Regions from separate parts of the Triticum aestivum genome. Here region 2 is linked to region 1. Evidence: chromatin contacts called from public Hi-C data. All regions are on one chromosome and are shown on one strand. The core of a region is the stretch at or near the end of the contact, and the rest is flanking DNA. Distances in the headings are between cores, read along the strand shown. Region 1 holds the start of LOC123120113 (cytochrome b-c1 complex subunit 6-1, mitochondrial). Region 2 holds the start of LOC123120114.

Region 1 (2,880 bases), core at 274-2,773:
TGATAATATAACAGCATGGAACAATAAAAAATTGTAGATACGTTGGAGACGTATCACGGACGACGTCCAAGAAGGCAACCGGCGAAGGTCCGAACATCATCGTAGCGTCGGGGGCCGAAGCTGAAGGCCGGCAGACGGGCCACCGGTCCGAGGGCGTAGCAGCGTCCCGGGAGGCCGCCCAAGGTGGAGCGGACCATTCTGCGGTGAGCACACCTATGCAAGAGGGTCGTTCCTTAGTGGTAACGGTCCCCGACGGCGACGTTGGGATGGAAGTGGATGTCGGCCGAGACGCCCGGGAGGACCCGGAGGAGAGTCCCGTGGAGAACCTTCCGATCCCGGAGTCCCCCGTTATTGGGTTTACGGGAGACTCCAAGGCCCCGAGAGGCATCAATAACCCTAGCGTCCAGGCCTCGGAGGCCCCCGTTGTTTGGTCTATTTGAGATGCCGCTGCCTCTCCCGAGAATGCCCGGGAGGGAGCCATTGGTCTAGACGCACAGACCCCGGGGCCCCCGTCATTGGGTATGTGAAGGGCCCCAGGGCTGTTTCCAGCAGTACCTTAAGCAACGGTCTTTGCATCCTAGCAGCTCCAGCAGGGAGCCTTACAAATGTCGCTCCCTCTATGGTGGAGCGCGACAGTCGGCCCGATAGCGTCGCACACCGTGCGGCCACCTCTGCAGTGGAGGAGATCATCCAGGAACCGCCTCATGCTGGCAGTTTTCAAACTGGGCCCTACGGCCGGTACTTCATCTGGCGGGAGCTGTTTGCGTCGGTACACCATCCGACGGGTTTTTCCGCTCGATGCGCCGGACGGTTGACCGTTTCGAGGCCAACCTGGCAGGTGAGAGGGTGGCTCTGGCCCAGTGACGGGAAGCACTTGTCGGAGCATGGGAGGTATTCTTCGCCCAGTCCATCTGTATCGAGCGGGAGAACGAGGAGACCCGGGAGCAGGTGTCCCTAGCCCTGACGGAGGCCAAGGTGATTCTTCAGATGAAGATCTTCAGATAACGCTACACCCTCCCGACATGCCAGCGCTTCTAGGCTTGGTGCATCTGTGATGTTACTAACAACAATTGCCGATGTCCCCATGTACTCTCCCGCTTCATTCCTACAGAAAGCAGCTGCCGCTCCTTGCGTGCCATTACGTCCATCCACGTTAATTTTCATGTGACCCAGCCTTGGCCCCAGCCACCTCTCCCTGGTTTCTCTGGTTGGCTTTGGAACGGAGGTGTGCACAAAAATTTGGACCATTTCTTGATTTGTGCGTGTCATCCTTACGTAGGGGTCATGCTAATCTTCTCTTTATCATTCCAGTTTTATCGGATACCCCCGAAGGGCAGAAAAAAATTTGATTTGTGTTATTGCCTAAATAAACGCAACCCATGTGGGCTAAACGTGCCACCAGCCTGGCCCGTGGGGAGCGCGGCACGTGTGCCGGCCCGGCACGGCCCGTGTAGTTGGCGTGCCTCGGTGCGCCATGCGGTGCAGGGCCGCGCTAGCCCATCTGGCCAGGTCTGGGCCAGAAGCGGAACAAAGTCCGTAGGTTCCGCTAAAAAAGAGCCCATAGGTCGAGCTGTCCCTTCCCGTCTCTCTTCCCCTCCATTCCTCCTCTTCTCCACATCCACCCGAACGGAACCCTAGTCTCCCATCACTTGGATCCGGTCTTTGACATTCTCCGGTGCAGGACGCCGTAAGAATTTCGCTAGAGATCTTGCAGCTGCCATGTATGTTTTTTCTCTCTCGCTCTCTTTTTCTCGAAGTTCTTTTTACCGCCCGTTCTGTCTATGAACTTCGATCGTTTCTTGATCTTGTGCATATGTTGGGCGCAGTTTTAGATCTTCTTTCTCACTATCAGCGTTGAAGTATGTAACGCAATTCGCGTATTTATACCTGATTTTTGTGTCCGAAACGAATTTGAAATCTAACGGGGCATCAGAAGCATGGCGAATCAATTATATTTGAAGGCGAGAGCGCACATTTGTATTTTTGGAACACAGTGCGACTTAAATCCCGCAATTTGAGCCAGCCGATTTTTTTTTCCACCTTGGACGAAATAGTGATGATCTCATCAGCCGATTGGAAACCTGATGAATCGGTGCGTTTATCTAGGCAATAACACAAATTAAATGTTTTTCTGTGCTATAGTTGTTTTCATTATACATTTCATTAGTTGGGATCCTAGGAGTATGCTTCTAAAGTAACACATGTATTTGGTCTTGGGTTCTGATGCAATGGCTTCAAATCCGTAGGCGAAGTGAGGTTTGTCCTGACCATTAATCACGGTGGAAGCAGGATATTTTGTTTGAGCATTGTGATGCAAATAATTTGCTTTAATCCACACAATAAAATGCCCCACCCCTGGTTACATTTCATTGGCATTTGACATCTTGAATGTCTAATTATTTTTTATTGATGTATATAATGTGGACATACATATATTAAACCACTACTCTAACTGCTATAATAAGGTTTTGACTGCCTGTTGTGACCACATCCACGCAACCAATTGGTGATGCCGCTGTCATGATCGCAGCAAACTGTGCTTGACGAGCATCGTTTTTTACTTATTTATTAGCTATATTCTTCAGTTGTTTTTAGTTTATGTTGTGATGGAACGCTAAATTATCTATCCTTGAGTGTGATTGACATGTACTTACATTATGTTTGTTTCATACTTCCTATATATTTGCCTTGTACATTTATTATATTGACTGCAAATTGAAATCTGCGTTACGTACTTGCTTGCGGTGACAACAAGCAAAGATTTGCTTGTATAGTAGATTGTTCATATACTTATTTATAATCAACACTTTTCTGCAAACATTAACTTTATGCAAATAACTGAACGCCAAATGGAACATTTATTAAGCCCAAATGCAAATA
Region 2 (2,880 bases), core at 229-2,728, 590 kb before region 1:
ATGAAAATGAACCTCTCTAACATACCAATCAAACTGCACTGGACCAAACTTAAACAAAAACAAAAAAGAGTCAACTTGTGAAAGAAGCGAACTACTCCAACATACACAGCAAACTGCATCATCACTGGACAAAAATATTCTTTGCACTTTTTTGAAGCTACGCCAACGAGACACATGGAGTTCGGCGGCAAGGGGCTCGCCCACATCCAGGCACCTTTGCTGTCGATGTACTTCCTATAGGGGAAGACAGAGCTGCAAGTGCCCGTGCTATGGACTATAGTCACAGGTGAAATCCGGGCAGGACGGGGGTCGCCGGTTCTTAGTAGATCGGCGGAGGTTGGAGGAGTTGTACGTTGTCCCAAGGAAAAGGGGAACTACGTACCTGCTCGACAACGGAGGAGGTGCACAACCCACGGGGTGGGGGCAATAGTTTTACAAGCCCGACGTTGGCCGAGCTGCACTTCCCCGTGGGCAGGACTGCACGCCCGTGTGCAGAGTCGCAGTCGCCAGCTTGGACAACGGCGCGAGCATCAAGGACGAAGGCGGCCTTGCCGGAGAGGAGTGAGGGTAGGCTGCCTCCTCTTCTCATCAGGGATCTTCTCCTGCCGGATCCATGGCAGAGAGGAGTAGCTGGGGTCGGGCTCACCGAATCTGCGGCGGAGAGTGAGGTCAGGCTTGGTGGGGAGCCCTCTCCTCCATGGTCGCCGGGCGGCGATTATCGGAGAAGTGGGAGGAAGAAGAAGGAAAGAAGAGGGGGGAGGGTGGCTCGCCTCCGGTGCTGCTATGGCCGTCCGGCGCGGCGGCGTGAGGAGAGGCAAGACGACAGGAACCCATGCGGTGGTGGCGATCTTGAGGAGGGGAAGACGAGGGAAGGTGGAGCCAGATCTGCCGGATCCGGTGGCTGCTAGGCAGGGCTTGGCCGCCGGATGTAGTTTGTTGGGCGGGGGCACGACCCTGTGCAGCGGCGGCGGGCGAAATAGGAAGGTGGGGCGGGGGGATGATTGTGGTGGGGTGGGGCGGCGCGGTGGTCGAGGTTGTCCCAGTGGTCGCCGGCTGTCGGTAGTGGAGGTGGGAAGAGGCGGGGGGGGGGAGTAAGAAGGTGGGAGGGATGGGGGCGGTGGGGCACCGGAAGGGTGGGGGTGGTGGGGAGCCGCGCGGTGGGAGGTGGTGGAGCACCGGAGGGATGGGGATGGTGGGGGCCACGGGAGTGGGGGCGGTGGGGCGCCGGGTAGTCGTGGTGGTGGGGAAGAAGGTGGGCAACGAGCGCTAGGTGGGGTGCGGGGGTGGGTGGGCCAGCGCGGTTTTCTCCGGTTGCTGTGCGGTTCGGGTCAGATGGACGGAGGAGTGCATAAGTGTTAGCAGAATAAGACTCTTAAGAGGTGTTAGCAGAATAAGACTCTTAAGGGGTCTTATTCTGCACACCAAATCGCTTATTTTGCTAACACTACATCCGGACTCCCAGCGGCGCTCGGTCAACCCCCACCCCGGGGCAACTTCCCCCGCCACTCCATAGTGCCCGTCCCACCCACTCCCTCTCCTACCAACCTTCTTCCCAGCATCGCCCACCCTCTCCACCTACCTCTCGCCAGATCTCGCCATCACGTCCTGGTTGGCGACGGATCCGGTCCTCCCTTGGGCGCATGCCTCCCCCTCCCCAATGAACTCGCTCCGACCACCCACCCATCGACTGCCTCTGCTCGCCTAGATTCTACCGGAGGCTCCGCAGGCCTCGATCTGGTCCGGCTGCCACAAATGCCGGCGGATTCATCGGGGGAAGGAGCGACCATGAGTGAGGTCTTCGAGGGCTACGCAGGGCAGTACTACGAGATCTCCGCTGCCCACTCCCGCAAGTGCGCCACCGCCTCCACCGCCGACGACGGTACGCACGCACGACCCCCCCCCCCTCTCTCTCTCGCCAGAACCCCAGGTCCCGATTGTTTCTTCTGTATCTTGGTCTCGTCCTCTTCTCTGCCTGTTCGCTTCACCAGAGAAGAAGCGGAAGAAGTTGTGTGAGATCCACGCCGACGTGCAGGAGTCTGAATCGCTGGTAAGAACCGGCTGAACTCTCTACAATTTTTGTTTTGTTAGTCTTCCTTCCATGCTCAGCTGTCAGTTCTAGCTATGTTGTGCATCCAATTTCTGTTTGGCTGGCTTCCCGTAGATCAGGAGGATGGATTTGGAGGTCCGGAAGCACTCCCTGTGTTGGCCACAAAGGTGAAAACCTACGGCAGTCCAGCTCACTCCATCGGGTGATATTTTTTGTTTAGATGCAGCTCACTTTCACAACAGCGTCCGACGAATCGCTGGAGCAGTCCACACAACATGCACGTGCGGCCATCAACGACTCCCTATGCAGTGCACTTGCAGGCGCCGGCTCTTCCATCTTCAAAATTTGTTGGTAGCCACTGGAGATGGTCTAGTCCAGGTCGGCTGGGTGACCCCGCGGTTCACACTTTGTTCAGTGCGCTTGGTTTTATGGCCATTAGCTATTGGATTTTTATTTTAAAATAATCGCTGAAGTGGTTCTGCCTCCGGATGCCGCAGACGTGCAGTTCGGTAGGAGATAATTGCACGTATCATCCCGGAACTTGCTGGCGAGGTCCAATTCAGTCCTGGAAGTTGAGTATTGATCCAATACGGTCCTGATTCTTGAAAATACGTCCACACTACGGTCCTGGAACTTGGGCGGACAGTCCTGGCTCTACACTTGGCGTACGTACCGCGTATCAGCCCCTGTGCCACGTCATCACAGGTCTCGCCCGTCAGCCTCGGGCCCAGCAGTCAGCGCGGTGCCCACCCGTCAGTGCGCGACGCGGTGGTCATTTTGCGTTGCCCCCCTCTCCCCCGTCTCTCTGTCTCTCCACTTCTCCTTCTCTTCCC

The links. A called contact is a pair of places that touch in the nucleus more often than the background predicts.
Region 2: a Hi-C map of leaf shows a contact between it and region 1, with 4 times the contacts expected there. The contact joins the promoter of LOC123120114 here to the promoter of LOC123120113 in region 1. A contact is called at or near these places in 2 of 5 Hi-C or Micro-C datasets (both in leaf).

What each region holds. Positions count from the first base shown.
Region 1 is chr5D:214,018,233-214,021,112 of IWGSC CS RefSeq v2.1, reverse strand. It overlaps LOC123120113 (cytochrome b-c1 complex subunit 6-1, mitochondrial), which reads left to right and starts at 1,523. Exons shown (of 4, transcript XM_044540133.1): 1 at 1,523-1,721. The coding sequence starts at 1,720. It overlaps LOC123126896 (U6 spliceosomal RNA), which reads right to left and starts at 1,335; the gene lies at 1,234-1,335.
Region 2 is chr5D:214,612,776-214,615,655 of IWGSC CS RefSeq v2.1, reverse strand. It overlaps LOC123120114, which reads left to right and starts at 1,478. Exons shown (of 2, transcript XR_006459331.1): 1 at 1,478-2,047.